Regions from separate parts of the Mus musculus genome. Here regions 1, 2, 3, 4, 5 and 6 are each linked to region 7. A link is a contact called in public ChIA-PET, HiChIP or PLAC-seq and promoter capture Hi-C data. All regions are on one chromosome and are shown on one strand. The core of a region is the stretch at or near the end of the contact, and the rest is flanking DNA. Distances in the headings are between cores, read along the strand shown. Region 1 holds the start of Arpc2 (actin related protein 2/3 complex, subunit 2). Region 2 holds the start of Vil1 (villin 1). Region 3 holds the start of Tmbim1 (transmembrane BAX inhibitor motif containing 1). Region 4 holds the start of Aamp (angio-associated migratory protein). Region 5 holds the start of Cnot9 (CCR4-NOT transcription complex, subunit 9). Region 6 holds the start of Ctdsp1 (CTD (carboxy-terminal domain, RNA polymerase II, polypeptide A) small phosphatase 1). Region 7 holds the start of Tuba4a (tubulin, alpha 4A).

Region 1 (3,738 bases), core at 236-2,735, 980 kb before region 7:
TCAGCAGGTAAAGTACTTGCTAGGCAAGGCTGATGACCTGACTTTCATCCCAGGATTCCACAGTGGAAGAAGATAACCAATGTCCAAAAGCTGTCCTCCAGCCTCCACTCAACAACCACGATGCACATGTACTCTCCCTATAATAATAAATCTTAGAATTCCATATTTGTTCATTTGCTTTGAGACAAGAGACAAGGTCTCACCATGCAGTTCTGGCTTGCTTGGAACTTGCTGTGTAGAACAGACTGGCCTGGAACACACAGAAATCTGCCTGTCTCCACCTCCCGAGTGCTAGGATTAAAAGTATGCCTCACCACAAGCAGCAAAAAAGATTTTTTTAGAGACAACTGAAATGAAGTAAGAAAGGCATATTGGTGTGAACTGAGAATCCCAGAACTTGGAGACACCAATACATGTTCAAGGCTAGCCAGAGCTACAGAGCAAGTCCCTCTTTCAAAAATCTGGACAAACAGGGCCAGGGCGTGGCTCAGCAAGTTGTGCCTGTTGTTAAGCCCGATGACCTGAGTTCAATTCTCAGGATCCATGTGTTGGAGAGAGAAGGGAACTGACTACCAAAAGGTGTCCTCTGATCAATATCAAACAAAATTTTTTTTTTTATTGCATGGAGAAGAGGCTTAATTAAAATTGTTCCTGGAAGAGAAAAAAGTGGAAACATGGTACCCAAGCTGAAAGGACAGGTGGCGGTGGCGGCACTTAAGCAAAGAAATAAAGGTATGACAGGAATCCCTAAGGCCCATCTGGATTCCTTTCCTTTATTGCCCAATAACAACGTGGAATTTATTGCGTTTTTGTTGTTGTTGGTTTTTTGTTTTTGTTTTTTTTTTTTTTTTGGTTTTGGTTTTTCGAGACAGGGTTTCTCTGTATAGCCCTGGCTGTCCTGGAACTCACTTTGTAGACCAGGCTTGCCTCTGCCTCCTGAGTGCTGGGATTAAAGGCGTGCGCCACCACGCCGGGCTTTTATTGCGTTTCTTTTAGCAGACCATAAGCTTTAGAAGGTCAAGTCCTCATCTATTGCATTAATCACTGTATCCCTGGGAAGGAGAGATGGCCACTAAACAGTCGCTGGCGAAGAATAGGCACAACGGTGCTGCAGGGTAGCCCTAAGCACGGAATGAGCAAAAAGCACCCACAAGTTGGAAGCAAGGGATCCCCCCCACCCCAAACAAGCTTCTTAAGGGGGCTTCTGAAATAATATCGGAAGGGTGGAATCAGGCTTCTGGAATATTCGCGAAAGGGGCAGGTGGATTGTACGGACAACGGGGAATGACAGGTGAGCGTAGGACTCTCCTGGTCAGGAGGAGCGGGGCGGCGTGTGGCGCATGCGCACGCATGCCCTCTGCCTGCCTCCTCACCGGGACGCGCTTGCGGGCGAGTGCACGCGCGAGGTCGAAGCGGAAATGGCGCCGCGGGGCCGCGCGTGCGGGCGGCGAGCGGAAGTGGGTGTGAGAGCGGAAGTGGCCGGCTGGAGCCGGGGGCTGGGCGGGGACCGGGATCGTCAAGTAAGGCGGCGGCGGAGGCGGCGGCGGCTCGGCAGGCGGGTTGAAGCTTCGGGGGCCAGGTCGGTCGGGTGGTGGCTGCCTGCTACAGGCAGCGCGTGCCGGGCCAGCGCGTGTGTCCGCCTCTCCCCACCCCGCTCCCCGTCCCCTTCTCCCCTCACCTACCGCACCCAGCCCCCCTCGTCAGGGGCAGCGGGGCCGCTCCCTCCGTCCTACCCTCGATTGCCCACCCTCACCGCCCTTGTTTCTCCTTCCCCTGCCCGGGGCAGCCGCCGCCATGATCCTGCTGGAGGTGAACAACCGCATCATCGAGGAGACGCTCGCGCTCAAGTTCGAGAACGCGGCCGCCGGGTAAGCGCACGCCGGGAGGAGGCCGAGTTGACCCCAGCTAAATCCCGGGTGGCGTCCAGCTCCCCAGCCCTAGAGGGGGACAAATCGGGAACCTGGCGCGGCTTCAGGGTTTCCCTGGCAGGATGGACGTGGGAAGCCACGGGGCGCGGTGAGCCGAGGGCCTGAGATGCGTGGGGAGAGGCTGAGATAGGGATGCGGAAGCAGCGAGAGGACAGGGGCAAGGCGTGCCAGAGAACAGGAGACCTGTAGGACGTGAGGGCAGCCGAGGCCAGAAGTCACGCCCGAGAGCCTACGGTCCTCAGGGGGGAAGAGAGGGGTGCACTTCCCTCTGTCTTTTCCGTCATTGTACCGAACCCAGAGAGACCCTTTTGGGGAAGCTGGATTGAATGGAGTTTTCAGGAATTCCCAGGGCGAGGTGGGAAGAACGTGTAGGCCCAGATCGCCACCAGCATTCTGCTTCCCCACCCCCATCTCTCGAGACCCCAGGAAAAGCAGGAGGCAAGACTGAAAGCAGACCCAGGCTGCTAGGGGGGTAAAAAAAATCTCTAACCTACTGTGAAACTAGCCATTTTGTTATATATCCTTTAGGCAAAGCCAACGGTTCTCCATCCACACTCTCTTTAGCTCTCGAGACAAGCTTGCTCTATTTACTTATTGGTTGTGTGTCTTAAATTCTTATCAAAGACCCCGGTCTTTGATTTCTTCTGTAGTAATGCCGACTGGGTTAATAGCTGCTTCTGCTCCCAGAATCTATAAAGTTCTTAAGATAACCATTTATAACATCAGCATCTTAATATATGGGACGTATTTCCAGCCCTCTCTGTCATACACAAAAAAGCAAACTCCTCCCTTAAAGCCGCGTTGCCTCTCTAATATATTTAAAACCTGAGCAGAGGAATTGGGTTTTAGGTTCTAATTTATGGTGGCCTGTGGCCATTCCTTTGCCTCATTTCCTCATTGGTAAAGGTGGGGCTTCACATTTTGGTTTCACAGTTAGGAAATAAGTGCAGGCTGTTTTCTGTGAACTAGGAACTAGAAATAGGAAAGTGCTTGCCGATCCACAGAGGGAAGAGGACTGGGAGAGGGGGAATTCATTCATTCTCCCCCTTTAATTCTAAGCATTTGTAATGAACTTGTGGTTCACAGACATCGAAAGCATGAACCCACTACTTACTCGGAATACATTGTCTGCTCCGTCTCTTTTGTAAGGTTACAGATTTTACCTGCAAAACAAAATGGGACATTCCTTGAATTGGTGCATTCAGTGTCATGCTGTTTCCTGCCCTGGACTGCAGTTGAGCATTTGTGCACCTCACTTGTTTCTTGTCTGCAGCTTCTTTGCATTTTGAGTTTTGGAGTTAGTCAACACAGGGCACTTACTGTGGGTGAGGGGGGTGCGTGCTTTTTTTTTTTTTTAATTAGTGTAGCACAAAGGAGGAAGTTAAAATAACTTCTGCATTTTCACTGCTGATCTTAATACATACATTCTCAAGTCTTGACTAGCAAAGAATGAGTCCTGGGTGGTTACAAGCTGATCTACAAGATAAATGGCTGTGTGTGTTCAAGTGGAGGCATGCCTTTAAATGGAGGAGGACTTTCACACTTACTTATTAATAACTTGATTCTAAGATGTGACCCATTATTCAGAACTTTCTGTAGCCCTTTTTCTTTTAGAAAACTCTCCTTAAAGTTCTGTGGTTGGTGGTCTATGCCTGTAGTCCAAGCACATTCAACTGTAACTCCAGCTTTCAGGAGCTCATAGGAGACAGGAGGAACAAAAGTTCTAGGCCCTAGTGAGACTTTGTATCAAAGAAAAAAGAAAAAGGCAGGCCAGACTGGGTGTGATGTGCTTGTAATCCCAGTGCTTGGG
Region 2 (3,825 bases), core at 399-2,898, 810 kb before region 7:
ATACAACTTCACATAATAGTTACAATGATAATAATAATTAGTAAATTCTTTTAGAAGGTATATGTTGGGAGGGAGAGATGGCTCAGCTTCCAGGAGCACTTGCTGCTCTTGCAGAGGACCTAGATTCAGTTCCCAGGACTCATATGGTGGCTCACAGCCATCTGTAAATCCAGTTCCAGAGGGTTCCACACCCTCTTCTGGCCTCCACAGGCACCACATACATAGTACACAGACATACATGCAGGCAAAACACCCATACACACATAAATAAATAAGGAAACTTAAAAGGTGCATGTGTTGGTAAACATTGTGCTTACACATGCTGGTTGAAGACATGTACAACGCACACACTGAAGAGGGATCTGGGGCTGGAGAGATGGCTCAGCGGTTAAGAGCACTGACTGCTCTTCCGAAGGAAGGTCCTGAGTTCAAATCCTAGCAACCACATGGTGGCTCACAACCATCCATAATGAGATCTGACACCCTCTTCTGGTGCATCTGAAGACAGCTGCAGAGCTACAGTGTACTTAGATATACTAATAAATAAATCTTTTTTTAAAAAAATGAAGAGGGATCTGAGACACCTCAAAAGAGATTATGAGCAGTGACTCACGGGTGATTATCTATCCTGGAGTTTTTCCTTTCCGCTTGGCTTGCAACTGGGTGGACAGACGCCCCTTTTCATTCACAAGAACGGGTGCTACATTATTTCTGAACAAAACAGCACCTGCAGTATGTTTACTGTCCTTGCTGACTATGAGCACGCGCACGCGCGCGCGCACACACACACACACACACACACACACACACACACACACACACACACATTCAGTCTCCAGAGCTCTTGGGAAGGTCAAGAAGAGGCTGCCCTCAAACACGATCTTCATCTTTCCCTCCTAAAGGAGACCACGATTCCAAGGTGGCAGAAGATCTACAGGGGGCAGAGGCAGGGAGGGGGAAGCAGGCCATGGTTTCCAGAGACCTACAGCAGAGGGCAGCAAGGCAGATCCCCAGGTCCAGGGCAGGGAGGTGGAGGCCCTTGTTCCGAGGAGAAGGCAGGCGGCAGAACAGGGTTCAAAGGCACAGGTTTATGGCAGCTCATAAAAGTGGAGGTCGTGGCTCACTCAGAAAGGAGGAAGAAGGGAAAGGCCCTTGTGCCCACTGAGCGAGGGTCATGCTGAGTAGGAGAGATCTGCAGGGGTGCCAGGAGCCCCACCTGTCTGTCCCAAGGGAACCCCAAGTGTGAACTCTGGCCTTGGGTGCTGAGTTCCAGCTACAAGACCCCAGGAGTCCTACTCCATCCCCATCCAGTGCCCCCTCGCCCCGCCACACCCCACCCCCGACTCCCGTGCCACTTCTCTAGGGCTGGAGGGTGGCCAGCCCTGGTGGGGGTTGCCTACCTGCAGGTAGAGCCCAGGTCCTAGCCGGAAGTGCACCCCATCCCTGAAGCTGCAGAGCCAAGGGCGGGGCACACGGCAGCTCAGGCTGTCAGGCTGTTGCTGGGCTCTAGGTTCCCAGGGACCTGGGCACCTACTTCCCCACCCCCCCATCCATTCTCTCTGGGGCCCTATCTTCCCTTATATGGTGAAGGAAGTTCCTGGGGGGGGGGTGGTGGTGAGGACAAAGGTCGTTCGGTCTCCTGCAGCCAGCTTGCCACAACTTCCTAAGATCTCCCAGGTGGTGGCTGCCTCTTCCAGACAGGTAAGGCAATTGGGTGGGGACACATGGTGACCACAGGTGGTTGGAGGGGACAGGGTCCTTGCTTCTCTCTGGCAGCCTGTGCTTTCTGTAGCACCTTGGTATAAGTTTGGGGGTGAGGTAAGGTGCTCTGAAACTCTGAAAGAAGCAAGAAGCCAGCAGGCTGTCTTGGGCCTTCAATGAAGGAAGTTCACAGACCCCCTTTCCTGTAAGTCACCTTCGCTTCATCTGTGTAGATTCCCTGGGACCAAGGTGGCTCCTGGGACTCAGATTTCTACAATTAAAATCAGGACAGTCCTGAGACTTGGACTCCGTGCCTGTATTTACTACTTCTCTCTGGCTGCTCATTTCTGTGTTCATGTCTTACACATCTGAAATGGTTTCTTTGTGTCACCATTCCCCTGACACTCCTGGGAGGTCGTATCCTTGGCACATGTATCCTGGGATGTAAGCTGCAGCCACCAGGAGAGAGGGGGAGAGTCAGGAGCTGTGTCCTAGGCCCTATTAGGCCTGGACATCACCCCTTTCCTAGAAATGGCCCCTCCATTTTTCGGTTACCATGATCTATTTTATATCAGAGTGGGCAGTGAAAGCCAAACCTGCCCAGAAGTTTGGGACTCACTCAGACCAAGGTTATCTGCTCAGAAATCCCCCTGTCACTTGAGGTTGGGAGAATCTGCCTCTGGGGGCTTCCAGGTCTTGGTTAGCAGGAGGGTATCCTTTGTATAGGGCATGACCTAGTCTATGGTGTTACTACATTCCTGTCCAGTTAAAAGCTGGAACTAAAACCCACGGCAGCGCCCAGGATTCTCTACAGTTGTACCCCAAGAACAACAAGACAGTAGATATGCAAGGATAGGTAGCTGGGGAGAAGAAGAACTTAAACCCCCCCAAAGGCCCACAGGTTCCGTTCCCTAGTTCACAATGCCAGTATGAGTGCTAGCTACTATGGGCTGTGAGTTGGTAGCTACAAGCATGAGTGATGTTCATGTGTGTAGTGTGTATAATCTGAGCACTTGGGAGGCTGAAGCAGGAGGATTGCTATATGTTTGAGGCCAGCCTGAGCTATAGAGCGAGACTTTGTCTTTAAGAAAAAAATGAAAGCCCAGCAGTGGTGGCACACGCCTTTAATCCCAGCACTTGGGAGGCAGAAGCAGGCAGATTTCTGAGTTCAAGGCCAGCCTGGTCTATAGAGTGAGTTCCAGGACAGCCAGGGCTACACAGAGAAACCCTGTTTTGAAAAACCAGAAAAACAAAACAAAACAAAACAAAACAAAACCCAAACCCAAACCCAAACCTCTCATCTCTCATCTCTCTAGGCTGTGTCTGTCTAGGTGGTAGAGTTTGGGGACTTCAGACTTATATATAAATAGGCCTTTTTATCACTGGTCAGAGACGAGAAAGGTTTCAGTCTGGGACACAGTGGGACCCTGAGAAAGTACTCCTTGCCAGCCCAAAAATTCTGGGAAGGCTTCCTGGAGGAAGTGTGTCCCGATTGAGTCTGGAAGAATATGAAGGAAGTGGGAAAGCCAAGGCAGAAGCAGCCTGGGTGTAAAGGCAGCAGTCAGACTACTGTTCTAGAAGGCAGAAGAGAGGGTTGGAAGAATGTTGGTGGACAGACAGTTGGAACAGAAGGACAGGAGGGGGAGGCATCCAAGATTCTGAACATGTAGCTGACTTTTGGTTCTCTGGGTGACAAGTGTCCCCCAGGGATAGGGCTGTAGAAAGGGGACCAGGGGTGAGCCAATGAGTTCAAGTTGAGGGACACATCCAGCCCAGGGTCCTTGCTGGCAAGCTAAAGAATGAGAGCCCTCTAACCCTCCCTGAAGTTTAGGGGAGACAGGAGAGCTGAGGAGATCCTTCTAGGGTGAAGGAGAGGTATCTGCTCTGACCAACATGGCTAGGAGCAGAAGCAGTTGGACCAGTTACCCCTCAGAACCAGCCATCCCCTCTTGGCTCTAAGGAGGCTGGGCCCCTTTCTGTTTAAGAATCTTACTTTTCTTCAGAGAGAGGCAGCAAGCCTTTGTCCCCTCCCTGTTGGTCAATAAACACCCCTGTGTGTAACATTAGTTTATTTTACTGTCAGTTTGCTCCAGGACAGTCCATCTGGTAGACCTCTGCTCCTAA
Region 3 (3,819 bases), core at 1,226-3,725, 910 kb before region 7:
AAGTTCAGGGCCATAAGAACCTGTGGGTGTGGGTAGGAGGACCAGACATGCCCTCATTCTCATGCCAGCTGAGCACCAGGATCCCCTGCAGGGTCTGCTCCCACCCTTAGGTCCAGCAGCTACTGGAACTTCCATGGTAAGATTTATAGCATAGCATGGAGGAAATCTAGGCAGCACAGAACCAGGAAAGTAGCATCCCTAAACATCACCCCCGGGGTCATAGACATGTACTGACCAGTCTATGTAAGGAAGTCTTACCTTCCTCCCTGACCAATGCATTATGTCCACGACGAGTAGAGGTCTGTGGACCCGTGCATCTTGTTCCTAGTTCTACTTCAAAACAAGTCCTGTTTTGGCCTAGACTCCCAAAATCTTAGTTAGGTTAAGGCTAGAAGATTCTATCAAGGTCAGCTCTTGTTCAGCATTGCCAAGAGAACTGAAGGCCCTCTGAAGATTTGTACCTCGCTTCGACGCTGGCTTGTTGAGATACGGTCTCACTCTGCAGCCCAGGTTGGCTCCAGGTCTGCAGCCTGGCCTGCAATCCTCCTTTTGCCTTTCTTCTGAGAAGGATGAGGTGCCGTGCCCCAGTGTTGTTACTGTTTTGTGAGGCAGGCACTTGCCCTATAACTCAGGCCACTCCACCACACACTCAGTCCCTCAGTCCCGGTGCTTTTACTCTGTCTTAAGGGCCCATGGTGAGAGGTCTTGGGTTGGGAGGTGCTCTGCTATAGATGGCTTCTATCTGAGGATCCCCCATTCTTACCGAGGAAGCTGAGCCTAAGTGCCTATTACCCTAGCCCATGAGCTTCTCCAACTACTTGCCAACTAATATTTTATTACCTCTTTGATCTGCCCAGTTTTACATGAGCAGCCCTGAAGTCAGACAGGAAATCAGGACCCTTGAAGCAATGGTCTCACCTCCCTTGAAACTATAAAGCAAGACCAGGGCCCCATGACTGGAGAGGTAAGAACAGGCAAGTGAAGAGGAGAGGGAGTATGGTGGCCTGTTTAAGGCAGACAAAGCAGCACAAAGAAGCACCTGGCTTGCCCAGCCACCACTGGCCAGGCCAAAGACACCAGCTTTGAAACCAAAGCTCACCACTGAGATAAATATTTCAGAGTCTCAGAGAACCAGACACCTGCCAGACCTTCCATGACAGCTCTCCCCACTTATCCGGTGTTTAGGTTGACCCTCAGCCCCATGGGTACCACCACCCATAGGCCACAGTGGAGTGAGTGACTGGGGAAGGATGCCCCGGGGAACAAGACCTGGTGAAGACAGTCCAGGCTCTGCCTTGGCAGAGAGCCTTCCATTCCTTCCTCCTTTTCTGGTTCCCTCCTGGCCCTCCCAAACCTGCTTTCCCTTTTCCCATTTCCCTGTTTCTTTTTTTTTTTTTTTTTTTTTTTTATTTTTTATTCTGACCTAAAGAGGTCACCAGGGCCAGGCAAGACAGCTTTCACCTGTAATACTCCCAGCACTTAAGGATCTGAGGCAACAAGTTCAAGGCTTGACTGGGCTACTGAGTGAAACTGTCTCAAATAAATAAATAAATAAATAAATAAATAAATAAATAAACCAACCAACCAACCAACCAACCAACCAACCAACCACAGTTCATCAGCTTGACTGTACTTTCTGGTAGGCTTCTGAATTACAGAGCAAAGGAACAGGAGCAGGCCAGGTTAGGAGTAGGAATGGCTTCTTCTTTAGACCTTAGGTTGGCCCGCTGGCTTCTCTGAGCTAGGGCTCCCTCCTCCCACCCCCCACCTTAGACAGATTCTCATCACCAGTTTTTACGCAGCCTGGTGACGCCAGGGCAAGCTCGAACAGCCCCGGGTGGGTTCCAAGCCTCTGGCTGGCTCCCTCCCTCCCTCTCCCCACCAGCTGAGGACCATGACCGCCTCCATTCTCACTTGCTGCACGGCCACTCTGGGGCCCCGGAGTGGGGGACACGTCCTCAGACAAACAAGCCACTCAGCCACTGAGAGGAGCACCCTACAAGAAGCGGGTCAGCTCGCGGGTGCGCACCGAATGCGGTTGCGCCACAAGCCCGGGCCATATGTCCTGCCCGGGCGCACATGGAAAGTGAAGACCGGAACAGGCAGAACGAAAGGACCCTAGCCTGGCTCCGGAGCACGACCGGAGTCGGCCCGCGCGTGCCAGAAAAGTTCGGGCGCCTGGGCGCAGCGCCGCCCCAGGCCACTTCCATTCCCCGCCGGTCTCGGGTCCCCACCTCCAACGGCCGCAGCCCCCTCACTTGCCTGCGCTGTTCCGGACCGTGAGATCCGCCTGGGCCTCCGGGCGCTGGCGAGGACTGGGCTGGGCCGGGCTGGACTGGGGCTCCGTGCCCCGCCCCGTCTCTCTCCGCCGCCAGTGGGGAGGAGCCGCCCGGCACCCCGAGACCTCCAGGGAGCGCTGGGGTCCCCTCCAGACCTCAACCACGACCCAGGTGTGAGTGGTTCACATTTACTGGAAGCAACGCCGGTTCGCAGCGAAAACCCAAACTCACTGGGAAAAAAATAACTTCTTTCCATGAATTCCAGACTCCACCCCAGTAAGAAGTGCTATTTATGCGTCATCAGTGCCTACATATCAGCGATTTGCGCTAGGGGCTTTAGAGCTAATCCTGTTGTCTTAAAAGTTGTTATTGGGTTTGTTTTTTTGTTTGTTTGTATTCTGGGTAAAAGAGCGATGTCGCTATGTACCTCAGGCTGGTCTCCAGCACTTGTCACCCGGCCTCAGCCCAAGTGTTGCAATTACTGACCCTGGTTTCACATAGTCAGATTTCACTGATTTTTTTTCCCTCTTTTTCTTTTTTGTCACTAACTGATCTTCAGCACTTTCGGTCTAGGGGCGTAGGTCAGTGGTAGATCTCTGGCTTTCCATGTGAGAGACCCAGCTGGGTTTCATCCCCATGCCAGGAAAACCAAACAACAAAAGAATAGTTTCAATGATGCACAATATTGTATCACATGGCTATGCTATGTTTATATCAATTCATTCTTAAAACTTCTTATTTCGTGAAAAAAAAATTTAAGTCACAAAAAAAAGAAAGAAAAAAAAAGAAAAGAAAAATTTAAGTCACAAAAAAGTCTGTGGTGACTAAGAATTCTGTGCTTGTAAGCTAACCGCCCTTTTCAAATGTAAAACTTCAAACACAGGCATGAGACTCCGAAGCTATGCTTGGAATCAGTCATGTGTCACTTAATGACAGGGATGTGCTAGGTTAGGAAATTTCTGTTTTGCAAACCTCATGGTGTGTTTACACTAACAGCTCACTATGTGTGACTGGGAAGTAAAAATAATCTTATAGCAGTTGGCAGTATGCTGGCTTAGGGTGCGAGCAGTCCTGGGTTCCATCTCCAGCACTGCATAAACAGTGGAAGTGGCATGTGCCCGTAATGCCAGATATTTTGGGAATGTTAATAATAAAATAACTTACCTCAAAGAGGTTAAGAGGAGCCAAATATGTGGCCATGGTCAGAGAAAACCAATATAGGTTATCCAAAAGTCTGTGTTCCAACATGGGAATCGTTTGGTGAAGTTTTGAGGAGGTTGGAAAGTCATCTTAATTAGGGTTTTATTGCTGTAAACAAACACCATGACCAAGGCAGCTCTTATAAGGACAGCATTTAATTGGAGCTGACTTACAGGTTCAGAGGTTCAGGCAATTATCATCAAGGCGGCATCCAGGCAGGCGTGGTGCAGGAGGAGCTGAGAGTTCTAAGTCTTCATCTGAAAGTCACTAGAAGACTGGCTTCCAGGCAGCTAGGATGAAGGTCCTAAAGCCCATGCCCACAGTGACACACTTCCTCCAA
Region 4 (4,040 bases), core at 1,087-3,586, 930 kb before region 7:
GGATCTCACCTCCAGGTCTCCTGCTTCAAAGGACCAGACTTCTTCCTTGGTGTCTACCTGCCATACTTTCAAAAGACCACTCATGTCCCCTGTGGCCACTAGGGTGGAATCGTGACTGAAACCAGCGCATGTCACAGAGTCTTTGTGGCCTGCAGCAAAGAGAAGTAGGCAGGTTTTAAACTCAAGTTTGCCTAAGAGATGTACCAAGTTTGAGGCCAGCCTTGCCAACATCCAAGGCCAACCCAACTATATAACCTTTAAAAAGGTGGCAAAAAAGAACATTAAAAAATACCTAAATGTTGGGGACAAGTGACCCATGCATCTAGTCACTGTTTAAAGGCAACTGAGCAGAAAAGAAAGTAGGAGGACCTCAGCAAAGAAGGGGGCCAAACTTGCTGCAGCTCCAGGGACTAGCACTCCCGTTTCCCAAGAACAGATACTACTGGCCCCACTGTTAAGCAACCAGAGCCTATCTTCTCTGTGCCTCTGTCTACTCCTACCCCAGCACCATGCTCATCTCAGCCAGCCTCTCTTGGCCTATTAGCATGTCCTGTCCAAATGCCTGCCAAACAGTTCTTCCATTGTGGGTCCCTGAATCCGGCACAAGACAGAGGCTGGTAAACGGCAGCTGGGTATTCTCAGGGGCCCCCTGCCAGGACATCCAAAGGAACACAACCTCCCCAGCCTCTCACCTGCACACTCAAAGAGCAGCTCTCCATCACCGAGCCTCCACACGAAGGCCTTGTCGTCTTCGCCCCCTGTCACTGCCAAGGTGTTGGTTTTGGGGTCCAGGCTCACACAGAACACAGACGCTGTCCCAAGACATAGTCCATGAGAATGGGGATGGAACCGGGTTCTCACCTAGAGCTCTGTCTTTCAGAACCTTCAGGAAGCACACTCCCTTTTTCCCCAAAGCCATAGCTGCTCTTTCCTGGGACAGCTGCATCCAGTTCTTGTCTGGAGCCTCAGGTTGTTAGAGAAACCCTTCCAGAGCCCACAGAGCTGTGACCTCCTCTGGAGCATAGCCCCCTGCTGTGCTGTTCCCCTTACCACGTTCTCTGAGGTGCACAGCTGACAGGACAGGCCATACCAGGCTAGGTATGAATTAAGTTATGAGAGTTTCATGAGGCTGGCATCCGAGATTATTATTAATGCCCCTTCTGGAATGTAAACTACCTTTAATTTCCACTTAGGTTACTTCCATTCACTTTCATACAAGATTTTATATATATATATATATATATATATATTTTAAAGAATACCAAGATCCAGAAAGCTAACAAAGCTGACAGACTGCTAAACAGCAGAGGTAGGATTTGAACCCAGGGGTCACACTTAACCCCAGTGCCCTATGGCCCTTCCTTTGAATATCCTGCAGGCCAAAGTAGGTGGCTTTCACTTTGGTCTCTTATAATAGCTGCCTAGGACCAACAGGCCATACTCAAAAGCCCATCTGCACTGATCTGAGATGTTCAAAGGCCTACCTGAGTGCAATGCAAAGGTGACCTCACTATCATCCGGGCCCTCCATGCTACCGACCACCCCTTCCTGGGGTTCCAAGACCCAGCCCTCGTCATTGCCCTCTTCTTCTTCTTCCTCTTCCTCAAAGTCCACGTCTTCCATCTCCTGGGCCAGATCATCTGCTTTGAGAGAAGCGTTAAAAGATGGAGCTCCAAAGATAATACAAGGAATGGGGTAAGGGTTAAAGAATGAAAAAGGTGAAGCTAGGGTGGGTCGTGTGGCCAAAGGTTAAGATGTTGTCTCACACGTACCGAGCAGGAAGAGAGCACTTGGGGGGCGGGGAGGGGGAGAGAGGCTAGGTCTGAAGATCTGGTGTTGGCCAGCGACCGTGTGGGAAGAGAGGACAGAGGGCATGATGGGAAGGGGGTGTGTGAGGGGAAGGGCTAGGGGAGGCGTCAGGGAACCCCCACCCAGCCAGGCCTAGAAACTAAAGGTGGGGGGTAGGGGAGGAGGTCTGGGAGAGAAATGTCGGTAGGAACGACCGGTAGGGAAGGGGGGAGGGGGGACTGGGGAGAAGCAGGGGTCAGAGGCCAGGGGTGAGCGCCTCTTGTCCCGTGGCCTCAGGAGCGTCAGTTCTCACCCGGGTCCGGCGGGCCTGGATCCAGCTCTACCACCTCAATGATCTCTTCATCTCCGTGAAAGCTCAGAGTCTCCAGAGGCGGGGTGTCAGCGGCCGCTCCGCTCTCCGATTCGGACTCCATGCGGCGAAAGCTACCGATCCACTTCTCTGGGCCCAAACGCCTCCCAGAGTCAGCTCTGCGCGACGACGCGGAACTCGAGCCCCTCCTCCCGGGAGGAAGTAGGCGTAGGTGACTCCCGGCCGAAAGAGCGACGGCATCCGGGCCAATGGCGACAGTGGTGGACTAACAGAGCCGCCAATCATAAGGCAGAACTAGGATGACCAGGCCGGGGCGTGGCGGGAGAGCCCAAGCTCCACCTTACATGACTCCGCCCCCAGCTGAAGGGAAACAAGCGAGCGTGCGCGCCTCCAGGGTCTCCTGGGAGGAGTAGTTCTCCGGGGCCCGCTACGCGGACTTCTGGGAAATGTAGTTTTTGCTCTGTAGGCAGGACGGAAGGCGCGGGGGAGGCCCCTTACGCAAACTACAATTCCCGACGGGGAGCGCAGTGAAGGGGGGTGGGACCCGAACATGGCGGCGGTGGTAGCTGCTACGGCGCTGAAGGGCCGGGGGGCGAGAAATGCCCGCGTCCTCCGGGGTAAGGAGAGGGACCCTCGGGAGGGCAGGGTTTTAAAAGATTCCGTTTCCTTTATATCCCACCCAGCGCGACAGCAGGAAGTCAGCATGCCAATTGCTGCCCACACCTCTCTGCAAGATCTTAGAGAGTCTGGGGGTGAAAAGATGCTCTAGAGGTCACCCAGTCCAACTCCTGCGTTTAGGTTGCGCGGCGTGTCTAGGGTCTTATTGCTAGAGAGGGTACCAAAGAAACCTTTAGACTCCCGCGCCCCAGGGGTTTCACACTCACCGCAGTGCAGAGGAAAGAGCCCTGGGCATCTGGAGGCTTGAGTTCTAGCACTGAGTAATTAGCGGTTTGACCTTGTGCGAAGCAGCTCGTCTTCGGGCTTCAGCTTCCTCTTCGACGGGATGGAGTTAGTTATCCTTAAGGATAGCTTAAGGTCCTGCAGTTTTAAAACAGTTCCCCGGATTTCCTTCATACGTATGTCTCCGGTGAGTTCCTCTGCAGTCCTTCCCAGCCTGACTTCTGAATAGAACAGCAGCGAAGCTCACTGCCTTGGCACCAGGGTGAGGAGCCCGCAGTGACGTTTAAGTAGCCTTCCAAAGGTGTCACCCGATGGCGATTTTCCCATTTCTCTTTAGATTCTTCACTGCACTTGTTACTCCAGACTGCAGTCACTCCCCTTCCTCATCTCCCATACTGACATGCCATACTTTCATTCACAGGGATCCTCTCTGGAGCCACAGCTAACAAGGCTTCCCAGAACAGGACCAGAGCACTGCAGAGCCACAGCTCACCAGAATGCAAGGAGGAGCCCGAGCCCCTCTCCCCTGAGCTAGAATACATTCCCAGAAAGAGGGGCAAGAACCCCATGAAAGCCGTGGGGCTAGCCTGGTGAGTTTAACTGCTCCCTTTGCCTACCAGTGGGGAGTGCATTGAAAGGTGTGGGGACCTAGAAACTTCTCTGAAATGCGGGTGGAGAGCTGAATCCAAGGGAAGGAAATTGCTGGAGTCAAGGGATGGACTCTCAGAAGGGGGGGGGGGGCTAGGGTGGAAAAATATGTAAAATTGGGGGATAGTGGCTTTTCTGTGGAGCAAATTGAGCTGATCTGATTTGAATTTGAGTCACTGGATTCATCCTTCCCTTTGGGAGCAGGGGTCACATTCCAATCCCAGTAATTAAGTGTCAGATTGCGTTGTGTAGAAGCTAGACGTGTTTCTGTGAATTCTGTGGATCTGATTCTGGCCTTAATACATATTACTGATTATCACTCACTAAAGTAAAAGGAAGGGAAATTAACATTTTTTTCCATCCAATGTCTGAG
Region 5 (3,911 bases), core at 1,088-3,587, 710 kb before region 7:
ACAGCCTGGTCTACAAAGTGAGTTCCAGGACAGCCAGGGCTACACAGAGAAACCCTGTCTCAAAAAAAAAAAATAAATAAATAAAAAAATAAACAAAGAAAAAAATCCCTAGGGATTCATGCATGCTAGGGAAGCATCCAGCAACTGAACTGTATCCCCAGAACATTATTTTACATTTTATCTTAAAGTAATGAGCACCTTGGCAATGAGAAAGCCACTGAAGGGTTTCAAGCAAAGAAAGTATACGTTATTTGAATGAATGGATAGTGTTGAGTTTGGGAAGAAGAGAAAACAAGAAAAACAAAACAAAACAAAACCCAGGGAGATCAGATAAGAAAGTAGTGTTTTTAACTCATAATTACAATAATAATTCTTACTTGACAGATTCTGAGTGTCAATACTTTAGGGAGTTTATAGCACTCATAATAATCCACTAAGGTGAGAACTTTTGTTTATTTGTTTTTAGAGACGGGTTTTTCTGTGTACCGCCACCCCCCCAACCCCAGCTATCCTGGAACTCACTCTGTAGTCCAAGCTGGTCTTGAACTCGGAGATCCATCTGCCCCTGCCTCCCATTACCCAGGTAAGCTAAGAACTCTTACTCCTATTCTACAGGTGAGAATAGGAATAAGGGAGATCAAGTCCCTATGAAAAAGAACTGTGGTTTGAATTAGAAAAGTCAAAGTGAAGAAGGTCAGAAATAAATGCAAAACATATATTAGAAGTAAAACAGAACTTGGAAAGGATATGAACACATAGGATGAAGAAATCAAGACTGCTTCTCAAGCTTCTACCCAGTGTCACTGAACAAATGGCTATGTGTCATCAAAATGGACATGCATGCCGCTTGTGGTGTAGTGGACACTGGAAAGGAGAGAATTTGGGTACAAGAGACAGATTGACTCCAGTTTTTAAAGGTATCATATTTGAAATTCCTAAGGGGAGAAAAAATCAAGCTGAGATGTTAAGCAGACAGTTGGCTATTTGAATATGGAGCTGAAAATAAGAAAATCTCAAGTTATCAACATATAGCAGAATTTAAAGCTTAGAGAGAAATGGAAGTACAACAGGGGAGAACCCCAGTCCAAAACCAAATCATTTACCCTGACAAAATTTCTTACCAACTGATTACATCTGTCCTTGGGTCTTCAGTCCCTCCTTTTCCTTTTGCCAGTATGCAACACTATTCTTTTGAATATTCACCCAAATATTAACATGACAAATGACAAACATCATACAAACACACTAGAGCCTATCTGTCTGGCCCAGAAGCCTCCTCTAATACTTAACACAATAAACCAAAATGCCCCCTTAACATTCCCTCTTAGATTAGTTCTTTCAACTATAGACTCATCAGGTACTGTTAACTCGCCAAAGGAATATCTGAAAAACACTACAGTACAACTCTCCAACGACACGGAACTTTATTACCTTTTTATTTTTCTCCAGATTTTGATTTAAAATTGGTTCAATAGACACCGTCAGTGTCCTGGCTAGATATGGGTAGCAACCAAAGGCACGACAAAAATTACACTCCCTTTCAGCGAGTAATGTCTAAGAGGAGTAGGAAAGTAAAGAATGGTCAAGCGGGCGTGTGAATATCGCAGTCAAGGTTTTAATGGATATGTGGCAACAAAGTCACCTGTAAAGACAGCAGGCCTTGCAGGGAGGTACGCTGAGACCACCTGAACCTTGGTGAAGAGAGGCCAGATTTAGAATGCAGAAAGCAAGTGACAACACGGACGCGTTAAAGGAGAAGTAAAGGGGGCAACACTCGAACGGGGCACCTGTAAGGCATTGGGTATCCAAGGACCCGGGGCGGGCTAAGCAGCAGCCGGGAGAACTCTGAAGTGGACGCCGAGTGGGCGGACCGCAGGGGTGGGGTGGGGGTGCCGGGGAAAACGGCTCAATTCAGAAGCTGTCCCGGCTCGTCTTACCTGCGCTAGAGGGTCCCAGCTCCGGACAAGCTTGCCGGAAGCACAAAGTTCCCGCGGAGGGGGTGGAGCCGAAAGGCTCGGAAGGAAGGGGCTCTACTAGCCCCAGAGAGCGAGGCCGGTCTCTCTCCTAGCACACCTAAACCCGCTGATGGCGGGAACTATGACTACACGCAAACACGTACGGACGCACGCACTCTCGACGCAACCAGTCCAGGCGCGTGCGCGTAAGCGCGCAAGTCCCGCCCCTCAAGCATTCGCTCTGCCCCTCACCATGCCCAGCCCCTAACCCGGGCGGCCCCGCCCCCGCCGTGACGACACTGTAATACACATGCGCACCGTCCACTTTACCAACTTTGGCCCTCCTACCATTTTCCTCACGCGCAACCGCTTGAGCATGCGCAATTCGTGTCCTTCCAAGCCTGCTGGCCTTTTCCCGCCCTTGTCTGGCCTTCGGGAGAAAGTCAGAGTTCACGTCTCTCAAAGGATTTACCTGCGATGCTGTGGGGATACGAGGGCCAGTAGTTTGCAGACGTCATTTTGATCCCGAATCTGAAGGTTCAAAGAACATACTTTGAGATTATTTGCTAGGCCGAGGTCCGGGAGGCGGGAAAGGGCTGGGTGGGCGGAGGGTCAGAGGTGAGAGGTCAAAGGCCCGCGAAGGGGGCGGAGCGAGGCGGAGGCGGATGGCGGCACTTCATCTTGGGCATCAGAGCCGCTGAAGCTGGGACGCGGGTCCGGTGCGTCCGGCGGGAGGAGGAGTGCGGCGGCCGCTCCAAACATGCACAGCCTGGCAACGGCAGCGGTGAGTGGTTGCTCCCGCTCGGATGTCCGTCTCAGCCTGTTTTCTAGCTCCCAGATCCGGGCCCTGAGTCCAGCTGCTCCTGCCCCTAGTCGCAAGGTCTGGGGGTCTCCACACGCCGACCGTGGCGGAGCCGGACCCCCGCTGTTCCCTCTCATCCCCTCCCGCCCCCTCTCCTGGCCTGGCGCGCGGCCTCTCGCGTTGTTTGCCAGCGCCAAGGCCTGGTCCCGCGCCCCGCGCTGCCCCAGCAGGCCATTCATTGATTCCTTTGCGCCTGGCGTCAGTTTATCTGGACGCGGGTTGTGAATGCTGGGCGTCGGCGGGGATGAGGATACTGCCACGGCCATTCGCTCTGGTCCCGTGATCCTAGACTTCCTCGCCTAGGCACATCTCAGTGGTTCGGAAATGGGCTTCTAGCTCAAGCCACTTGCTTTTTGCATGAGGAAAGACTTCCTCACGCCTCGCGTTTTATCTTTTAACAAGAAAAGCAAATCATGTATTATACCTCCCTAGAGTCGTACTATGGCTTTCGGTTAAATTTAGAGAAAGTAGACTCCTTCCCTGGCCTACAAGCCCTGTATGATGTGGTCCTTAGTCACGTTTATGGGCTTGGTTTTTGTCACTTGCTCCCTAAGCTCCGACCAAGAAGTATATGAACTTTTCTGTTACATATTCTCTACCTGGAATGTCTTTCTTAGGACTCTGCCTCCATACATACACACAAGTTTACCTCAGAGTGACTTTTTCCGACCATATTCATAGTAGCTTGTAACCCCAACATTTTCTCATATAGAGCACCGATCCCACGGTTTAATTACTAGACTTTTATATTTTATTTTACTTTTACTTGTGGGTTGTCTGTACTCTGTAAGTCAGGGGCAAGTATTTGGTGAGGCCTGTTCACTTGTTTTCCCCACCACTGGGACAGTTCCTACTACAGTAAGGTAAGCACTCAAATAATGCTGACTGAATGGCTACACTCACAACCATACTGGAAGCAGCATAGTTTAAAGACACTTCCAAAGGCCAGTTTCACTTTGTTTCACCAAGGGGAAATGCTATCAGGAAAATAATGTATTTAGATTACATTATGAGACAACGTAACATAATGACTAAATAAAATATGAAAAACTACCTTAACTTCAAGTATAAAAAGAAATATTTAGGACAGCCGT
Region 6 (3,820 bases), core at 677-3,176, 830 kb before region 7:
AAGGCTTCACTTTCCCAAGCTGTCCCCTCTTCTGTCATAAAGGCAAGAAGGGGATCGTTCCAAGGATCCCGAGTCAATTAAGAGCGCGCGCCCCTGGGCACCAACACATGGGAGGCAAAGACCTTGGGGTGTAAGGATGGCAGCGTTATGGCTCCCTAAGGGCAGAAGGGTCAGGGATCAGCGCCCCACACTCGCTGCTCGTGCGCACGCAGAGCAGGGGCCAAGCTCCCAGCCCGCTATCTGCTGGGAAGCCACAGGACGCCCACCCCACCACACCCGGCCACAGGGCCCAGGGGAGGAAGTGAGGCGTGCGTGTGAAGGCTGGGCATTCGTGTTTTTAAAATTAAGGCGAATGAAAGGAACTTTGTAAGACAGGAAAAATAAAAAATAAAAATAAACGAACCGCAGCCCTAGAGCGGCGCAACTGAGGGGCTTCCTGCGAGAAGGCTCTGTATGCAAACGCAGATTCAGGCTCTGGCTGGGGTGTGTCACTACAGATCCGGTGACACGTGTGTTTAAAATCTGAACGGTTGCGGTCTCAGGCGCCCAAGGGCGGGCGCTGGGCCCTCCCTCCGCGGGCGTCCCCTGAGCACTCGGGAGCACAGCCAGCCCTAGACGGGGCCCCTCTAATAATCACAGATAGGGGCGGTGGGGTGGGGGTGGAGGGCCTCTAAACAAGGTGGTATTTCTTCTAGTTCGATGGGATTTGGCTCTGCCAAGGACGAAGGGGCACGTTTCAAGCCGAGGGAACAGCACGTACAAGATACAAGGCGCCCTGAGCAGCAGAGGCTCGGCTTCTGCCAGGGTTTGGCAGGGGAAGAGGGCGAGATTTGCTACAGGACAGTCGGTAAAGGTAGGCGCCGAAGTGGACTTTTCAATCCTGGGATGTTCTCGAGACTGCAGGGAATGCTGATAGTTACAGTTGGATCACGAACATAATTTAGGACTGGAGAGGTTCATCAGCCGTTAAGAGAAGTCCCTGCTCATGCAGGCCACCTGAATGAGTTCAGGTGCCAGCACTCAAGGCTAACCACTGCCTCCAACTTCTGCTCCAGGCGATGGCGCCCTCTTCTGGCCATTGAAGGCTCCGGCATTCATACACATACACAAAAATAAAATCAATCTATCTACAATTCCACAATTTGATGAGTTTGCATAACTGGGGCTAGCAAAGAATGCCTTTGGGGGGGGGGAACGGGATATTCACAACGTTAGACAAAAGACCCATTGTAGAGGCGGTGAGAAGGCTTGGGGGTAAAGGTGTCTACTGGCCAGCCTGACTACCTGAGTTTGATGCCTCTCCCAAAGAGAGGAAGAAGAGAACTTCTGATCTCCACTCGTAGAACGTGTATCCTCCTCCACACATAAATATAACTTTAAATTTTTTAGGGGCTGGAAAAATGGCTCAGGGGCACATGTCACTCTTAAAAGGACTCTATTTCCGCTCCTAAGGCCCACACCGGCTATTAACTCCAGTTCCAGGGGGATCTGACGCCCTCGTCCGGCCTCAGAGTGCACTACAAATATGTGGAGTACATACATAAACATATATATTTTTACAGGCCATACACATAAAATATTTCAATTAAAAAAAAAACTAAAACCCATTTTACAGAAAGTTAGCGTCATCCCATTTTCCAGAGGAACAAACGGAGGCAGATCGTGTCAGCACTTTGGAATGCGTGGAGGTGGAGCCCCGACGTCCTCGGGCACTCCCCGACTGGGCGCCTGGGGCGGGCCTCAAGTCCCGGGGCTCGGTGGCCCGCAGCGGCGGGTTACGGCTGTCCGCTCTGCCACGCAGCCGCAGAACGCTCGGTCCGGCCAGCACACCGCAGGAAGAGAGGCGACGCCCCCTGGATCTCCGCAGCAACCCGGCCCGCCTCCCAGCCCGCCGGGCCCCAGAAGTGATGAAAGCTGCGGCGGAGTCCCAGGCGCGCCGAAGCCGTTGCCCTTTTAAGGGGAAGCCTTGAAACGGCGCCCGGGTTCCATGTTTGCATCCGCCTCGCGGGGAGGAAACTCCATGTTGTAACAAAGTTTCCTCCGCGCCCCCTCCCTCCCCCTCCCCCCGAGAACCTGGCTCCCCTCCCCTCCGAAGCTCGCGGGGATCCCTCCCTCCCACCCTCCCCTCCCCCCCGCGCCCCGATTCCGGCCCGAGCCGGGGGGGAGGCCGGGCGCCGGGGCCAGAGTCCGGCCGGAGCGGAGCGCGCCGGGCCCCATGGACAGCTCGGCCGTCATTACTCAGATCAGCAAGGAGGAGGCGCGGGGCCCGCTGCGGGGCAAAGGTAGGCGGGCGGCGGGAGGGCAGAACCGGACTAGGGGCCGTCCCCGCGCTGCGGTCGCTGCCGCTGTCCCGGGCGCGCGCCTCGGCCTGGCCCGGCCCGAGCCCCGGCCAGTGCGGCCGAGAGAGTTTGAACTCCGCGAGAGTCTGAGGCGCTGGGCGGGGCCTGGCGCCACCAGTGCGCTCGAGGCTTCTCGTAGTGGGGAAACTGAGGCAGAAGGCGAGCGAGGGGCTGGCGGGCTCCCGGGCGTCACCCCCTCCCCCAGTTTGGCGCCAATGGGACGAGAAGGTGGGGGTGAGGCGGCCACCCGGCCACCCGCTGAGGCTCCGCCCCCTCCAGGCTGAGGTCTGGAAGGGGTGCCGAGGTGACAGCGGGCTGGGGAGGCTTGCAGGGATCTCCCGCCAACTAACTCACAGCCAGGTTCCCACAAACTCGGGCGTCACGCGTGGAGGTGCAGACGACACCTTCGAAGGCAGAGAGCCCCTAGCCTTGCAAGACAGACTTGGGGGCCTTGTATCCAGCTGGGCACGCGACACCCAGGCTGCAACAGGCTAGGCCGGTTGGCCTCGGGCCTGTGCACGCTTGCACCCACCCTGTAAGGGGTGCTGCCCGCCTATGCGGAGCCCCTAAGGCTCGCAAGAGTGGGGCTCACCCCTCCCTCCCCTGTGTGAATTTCAAGATTGGGAAGTCACTCCGGGTTTGTCCACTGTCCAGTTCCTCGCTCTTTGGGGGTTGGGGGGGGGGTGGCCTGGAGGCAGAAAGGATTAGAGAAGAGGCTTGGTGGGGGTAGGTCTGTCAATTTAGACAGGCCGCTGCAAAGAGACGGGGCGGGGTGAAGGAGGTGGGGCCGGTGGGGCTGACAGCCCTGGGACACTGGCCTCTGGGCCCAGGCTCAATGGGGACTTTGGACTCACTGGGTAGACAGAATGGAGGGAGAGTGGGAGTGGACGACAGGGCCCTGAGCCCTGAAGGTCCAGAGCAGGGGATGCTCAGGTAACGTCCACCTGTGGGGTCAGATGATTGAGAACCAACCGTGAGAAAAATCGGTCCCCTCCTTAAGCCATCTACTTCTTAAAGTGGCTGCCTTCCTAAAAAGCCACACCAGATTTCCTTAAGACGCTGAGCTGCAGGGGCCCTGAAGTGGCCCGTGGTGGGGCTCATGGAAGCGGGGTTCTCTGGAGGACAGCCAGCCAGAGCCACCCCCATGTGTCTCCTGATGGAGGGAGAATGCTCACATTCTCTGTGCTCAGGGATTTGAGACTGGAGTGCATGCAGCCCCTGCAGGCCAGTGTGCCCACATTCACGTCTTGCTTCAGGTGACCAGAAGTCAGCAGTTTCCCAGAAGCCCCGGAGTCGGGGCATCCTCCACTCCCTCTTCTGCTGTGTCTGCCGGGATGATGGGGAGCCCCTACCTGCCCACAGTGGGGCTCCCCTGCTGGTGGAGGAAAATGGCGCCATCCCTAAGGTTTGTGGCAATTTGGATGCACCGAGACCTAGCCGGAAGTAGACTTGGCAGATACAGATAGGGGTATAGGCCCGAA
Region 7 (3,989 bases), core at 109-2,608:
CTCCCCTTCTTTCCTGTGGGCAAAGAGGTGTCTCAACCTTCCATCTGGTATCAACTGACCATTCTGGCCTTCAGGATGCTAGAACCTCCACTTTTAAGTTCCATCTGGCCCTGAGGGATCAATCCCATCTGGCTCCTCTCCCCACCTCCACCCTCACACTCTGCGTTGCTTCACCACCTCCATCCTCGCCTCAGCCCACATGGAAATAGCAGCGATAATACGGGTAAACGCTGACGGCAGGGGCAGGCAATACAGGTATACATACTGGAGCCCTGGCAACTTAAGGCTACATCTAGGTGGTCCATAATTTAACCCCTGCAACGCCCAGGTCTATAGAACCTGTGCGCCTCCCTTTTCACAACCAAATGGCGCGTGGGGGCGGGGTGGGGCACGACAATTTCTAAATACCCAGAAAAGGAAGTGGAACCTGCTAGGAGGCCCTTGAGGAAACCCGCCTTGCTGCACAAGCCAGGGGAACGCCATCTGTACCTGGGCCCTACGTCTGCTCTCCCACTGGAGTCTTTCCAGTTACTTCCCAGTTGAAAGCTCGGGTTGGATTTCTGCCCCCGCTCCGGGCTATAAATACAAACCCCTTCATACACCTCTCTCCCTTCCCCCGCCACCTGGCCGAGGCCGGGGCTGTCGATCAGCGCCAGCTGTCTCTGCCTGTTCTCCGAGCACCCGCGAGCACCCGCACTCGGGTAGGAGGGGCCCGCTGGCCTCCCGAGACCGAACCCCATTCCCGCCACCCCTCCTGGCTCAGGAGGGGGTGCTGAGTCATGTGGGGGGTGTAGATGGGAAGAAGGCACACGGAGGAAGACGGGGTGCGGTACCAAGTAACCCCTTAAACCAACCGGCGCCAGGCACGTGTTCGGTCAGTTCCAGGGACTCACTCAGGGGGTATGGGTGGCGGGGGCAGCTGAGCAGGTCTTCTGCTGCCGGAGGAGAGCACTGGGTACGGAACCTCGTGACTCCCCTCAGGAGGGTTGGAACACAGACGCTTGGTAGGGCAGGAGGACACTACAGAAGGGCTCCTCTCTGCTAGTGAAACACCCTCCCTCAGTCCCCAGCTTCTGAAGGTGGACAACACACTAGGTCAAAGTCACCGGGAGAGGTGGGGGAAGTGCAAAACTCTTACATCTCCTGGAAACTCGGAATGCTAAGGAAAGGGTCTTCAGATCTCTAGTGGAAGGTTCCCCCAGAGAAGCGGGACATTTGTTTATAGGACCGGAGAGATCCTGGCGGGGCCTCACTCACCATGATGAGTTTGGGCTGTACGTCTCACGTAGAGTCGGGGTCACGGGTCTCGGTGAGATCTGCGGAGCTGCAGTGCCGCACCGCTCTTATAGGCAGGAGGCGGGACCTGCGCGCTCAGCCCGCCCACCATGGGGCGGGGTGGTTTAAAGACTACATCCCCGTCAGGATAGGTGGCCACCAGGGGAGTGAAACCTAGGCGTATCCCCTCCCCTTGCCGCTCCGGATTCTCTCACCTGTCGGGTTTGGCTTAGAAGCAGCGGCCCATATTCGTTCCTAGTTTTGAGCCGATGTCCCGGATTCCGAAGGTCCGAAGCAGAGACGCAGGGTGCGGTGGCGGAGCGTGTCTCGAATGCACCCGCGTCATGTAGACGCTCATGGTGCAGGTATTCCGATTTAGGGCGGATGAAGCTCAAGCAATCCTTCAAAAGCGGCTGTCCCCGGCCTTCTCCGCTGTCCTCCCAGCGTCGCCTCCCGGGCTCGGGCGGGTTGGGCAGCTGGGACTGGTCGCCCGAGACCCCCTTACAGCAGACCGCCGCCTGCTGGTCCCCGGCCGAGTTGGTAGGCTTTCGCCCACACCTGTAGGAGGCCGAGGACCTAGAACTACAGAGCCTGAGCCCCAGGGTGCCGATCCGGTAGACTATCCCTCAAAGCCGAGCGGCGCAGCCAATCTGTGAGGGCCGACGCGAGAATCTGCCACCTTTCACCGGCCAGGCCACTCGCTGGTCAGAGGCTCCGTCATTAGCGCCGTCACTATTAGTTAGCTCCCCGCCTCGACCACCTACCTGCTGCGGTGGAGCACAGAACCTGGAGCCTCTGGAACAGCATCCGGTCGGCCTTATGCAACCTTGGGCAAGTGACTTAGTGTCACTGAGTTCTTGGCTTGTACAGTCGAAGAGATACCTCCTTTCTACGTTTTATTTCCATTTCGTACTAGGACAGGCCTTTCTAAAAACTATTTCTGCTTTCTCAGACATACATCACCCCCACCGGAAAAAAAATCCCTCAGGAGGAGCCCAGGTGCTGGTTTTCATGGCCATAAAAATTCTGACTCCTAAGGTAGTCATCACTTGAAAAAGATTTCACCAGCATGGGCTTCCATTCTCTTCTTAGGGACAGAGCTGTTTGTCAGCATAACACAAGGCCGAAATATATACAGCAATGGCAGACGTTCTATCAACAAAGTAGCTAGTGGCATTTGACTTAAGAGAAGTCATAGAAAAGAATACAATACATTTCACAAGATCTCTTTCTAGTCCTTGACATCTGGTTAGGAGAATTTCGTTGGGAGAGGCTGAGTGTGTAGTTCGGTTGGTAGCATGCTGTCATCATTTGTGAAGTTCTGGGTTTGATCCCTAGCACCATGGTTGGGAGAGGGTCTCCTCTGTAAAAAGAAAATGGACACGGACATTTGGTTAAGCCGCTTGCAATCATGGGTCATGGTCTGTGCAAAGGAATGAGTCTTGATGATCACAGGACACAGTGGCCACTCTGAAGATCTTCTCGTTTCCTATGAACCCACACGGCACAAGGGATAGAAAAAGATCTGAACAATTAGGCAAAACTCTAAACCTGTTTGGCCTTCAGATTCCGTTCTTTGTAAAACTGAGGTAACCACTTCAGTCTTGAGGTCAGACAGGCACAGGATTGTGTACAAGGCTAGCAGAGCAATGTATAAGGAGCCACCTGAGCCCCCACAGCTTCCACTCACACTTAGTATATGCACAGCACACCTGTATGTGCTGTAGCTTATGAGCCAAGGCAAGGACTATGCTGCGTCCTTCTTTGGGTCCCTGGTTTTTAGTATGGTACTTGGGACATTTGATAAGCATGTATTCATTCAATGAACTGTTGTACTTCAGAGATGGGGCCCTCAGGGAGTTGCAATTGAGCAGCTGATAGACCAAAGTCCCTCTCTGAAATGTTTTATTCTGCTAGGGGGTACGGCGTAGTGGTAGAGAGCTTGCTAGGTATGTACAAGGCCCTGTGTTCAGACCCTAGAACTGCAAAAAGCAAACAAACAGAAGAAGAAAGGTTTTGTTTGGATCTTCATGGTGTTTGGCATAGGAAAAAAAAATCAAGGACTTTGGGGTTGAGGTACCCTCCAAGTCACCTCCATGTCAGAAGAGTCCCTAGGACTCGGAATTTTCACCAGCTTGTGTTCCTGGCTATGGTTGATTGCAGTTATATAGTAATGATGGACAGCTGGGTCCAAAGGAGGGAGGGTCCAGGCAGGGTCTCCGGAAGTTTATGCCTTTTAATCCCCATCAGGGTTCACAGGAAGCATGCTCTTCCTTTAATCATCAGAACATTTCCCTGCAATATGTCTGTCCATGAGTGGGGAGCCAAAGAAGACCCAAGTGAGCATGGAGGGGGTGAATGGCACCCTGAGCTAATGTGTATTTTTGACATGGGTTCAGCCATGTCAGGGACCAACACCCCAGACCAATGGGAGAGCACCAAAGCTTTCTTTGGTCAGGCTAGGAATAGCAAAGCCTTCCTCTGATCCAGGCATGAATGATGATGAATCATAGGCCAAACTAGCAACCATAGCTTCCCCGGATGTGTACAGCCCGAGCCTGCTCCCCTACAGAGCCTAACCACTCTGCCTGTGCTGGACATAATAAAAGCACTCAGGTTCTAGTTCTTTCTGTAGTCAGTCTCCGTCACAGTGCTCATGGTCACCCTGTGTTGTGGATAGCCCTGGGACTAATTATATTTGATGGTAATTCCAT

What was found. Promoter capture Hi-C pulls out the DNA fragments that hold promoters and counts their contacts. ChIA-PET counts read pairs in DNA pulled down with a chosen protein or histone mark. HiChIP or PLAC-seq counts read pairs in DNA pulled down with a chosen protein or histone mark.
Region 1: a contact with region 7 is called in an RNA polymerase II ChIA-PET map of memory CD8 T cells, with 95 read pairs. The contact joins the promoter of Arpc2 here to the promoter of Tuba4a in region 7. A contact is called at or near these places in 3 of 39 promoter capture datasets (liver, neutrophils and pre-B cells), 4 of 115 datasets of contacts at active chromatin or transcription factors (bone marrow-derived dendritic cells, bone marrow-derived macrophages, memory CD8 T cells and 1 more) and 2 of 9 other capture datasets (adipose tissue and liver).
Region 2: a contact with region 7 is called in a FOXA1 HiChIP or PLAC-seq map of pancreatic cancer cells. The contact joins the promoter of Vil1 here to the promoter of Tuba4a in region 7. A contact is called at or near these places in 1 of 484 Hi-C or Micro-C datasets (liver) and 2 of 115 datasets of contacts at active chromatin or transcription factors (bone marrow-derived macrophages and pancreatic cancer cells).
Region 3: a promoter capture Hi-C map of the HPC-7 cell line shows a contact between it and region 7. The contact joins the promoter of Tmbim1 here to the promoter of Tuba4a in region 7. A contact is called at or near these places in 2 of 39 promoter capture datasets (the HPC-7 cell line and liver) and 1 of 115 datasets of contacts at active chromatin or transcription factors (pancreatic cancer cells).
Region 4: a contact with region 7 is called in an RNA polymerase II ChIA-PET map of memory CD8 T cells, with 23 read pairs. The contact joins the promoter of Aamp here to the promoter of Tuba4a in region 7. A contact is called at or near these places in 1 of 39 promoter capture datasets (liver), 1 of 484 Hi-C or Micro-C datasets (CD8 T cells), 3 of 115 datasets of contacts at active chromatin or transcription factors (astrocytes, memory CD8 T cells and pancreatic cancer cells) and 2 of 9 other capture datasets (adipose tissue and liver).
Region 5: an RNA polymerase II ChIA-PET map of memory CD8 T cells shows a contact between it and region 7, with 22 read pairs. The contact joins the promoter of Cnot9 here to the promoter of Tuba4a in region 7. A contact is called at or near these places in 8 of 39 promoter capture datasets (the C10 cell line, the HPC-7 cell line, HPC-7-derived erythroid cells and 3 more), 1 of 484 Hi-C or Micro-C datasets (embryonic stem cells), 4 of 115 datasets of contacts at active chromatin or transcription factors (astrocytes, bone marrow-derived macrophages, extraembryonic endoderm stem cells and 1 more) and 2 of 9 other capture datasets (adipose tissue and liver).
Region 6: a contact with region 7 is called in a promoter capture Hi-C map of erythroid cells, with 4 times the contacts expected there. The contact joins the promoter of Ctdsp1 here to the promoter of Tuba4a in region 7. A contact is called at or near these places in 4 of 39 promoter capture datasets (erythroid cells, liver and pre-B cells), 2 of 484 Hi-C or Micro-C datasets (CD4 T cells and liver), 4 of 115 datasets of contacts at active chromatin or transcription factors (bone marrow-derived macrophages, memory CD8 T cells, pancreatic cancer cells and 1 more) and 2 of 9 other capture datasets (liver and pancreatic islet).

What each region holds. Positions count from the first base shown.
Region 1 is chr1:74,235,032-74,238,769 of GRCm38.p6, forward strand. Arpc2 (actin related protein 2/3 complex, subunit 2) reads left to right here and starts at 1,486. Exons shown (of 10, transcript NM_029711.2): 1 at 1,486-1,868. The coding sequence starts at 1,795.
Region 2 is chr1:74,407,736-74,411,560 of GRCm38.p6, forward strand. It overlaps Vil1 (villin 1), which reads left to right and starts at 1,649. Exons shown (of 20, transcript NM_009509.2): 1 at 1,649-1,701.
Region 3 is chr1:74,301,861-74,305,679 of GRCm38.p6, forward strand. Tmbim1 (transmembrane BAX inhibitor motif containing 1) reads right to left here and starts at 2,476. Exons shown (of 12, transcript NM_027154.5): 1 at 2,263-2,476. The region is part of intron 2 of Pnkd (paroxysmal nonkinesiogenic dyskinesia); the gene reads left to right.
Region 4 is chr1:74,282,402-74,286,441 of GRCm38.p6, forward strand. Aamp (angio-associated migratory protein) reads right to left here and starts at 2,337. Exons shown (of 11, transcript NM_146110.3): 1 at 2,102-2,337; 2 at 1,485-1,640; 3 at 693-812; 4 at 10-149. The coding sequence starts at 2,222. Pnkd (paroxysmal nonkinesiogenic dyskinesia) reads left to right here and starts at 2,633. Exons shown (of 10, transcript NM_001039509.1): 1 at 2,633-2,736; 2 at 3,441-3,609. The coding sequence starts at 2,670. Gm28364 (predicted gene 28364) reads left to right here. Exons shown (of 2, transcript NR_168296.1): 2 at 1-313.
Region 5 is chr1:74,503,723-74,507,633 of GRCm38.p6, forward strand. Cnot9 (CCR4-NOT transcription complex, subunit 9) reads left to right here and starts at 2,338. Exons shown (of 8, transcript NM_021383.5): 1 at 2,338-2,739. The coding sequence starts at 2,716. It overlaps Usp37 (ubiquitin specific peptidase 37), which reads right to left and starts at 2,099. Exons shown (of 24, transcript NM_001310662.1): 1 at 1,938-2,099.
Region 6 is chr1:74,389,683-74,393,502 of GRCm38.p6, forward strand. It overlaps Ctdsp1 (CTD (carboxy-terminal domain, RNA polymerase II, polypeptide A) small phosphatase 1), which reads left to right and starts at 1,927. Exons shown (of 7, transcript NM_153088.2): 1 at 1,927-2,282; 2 at 3,596-3,744. The coding sequence starts at 2,216.
Region 7 is chr1:75,217,936-75,221,924 of GRCm38.p6, forward strand. It overlaps Tuba4a (tubulin, alpha 4A), which reads right to left and starts at 1,359. Exons shown (of 4, transcript NM_009447.4): 1 at 1,258-1,359. The coding sequence starts at 1,260. A630095N17Rik (RIKEN cDNA A630095N17 gene) reads right to left here. Exons shown (of 3, transcript NM_001243090.1): 3 at 2,160-2,638. The coding sequence ends at 2,525.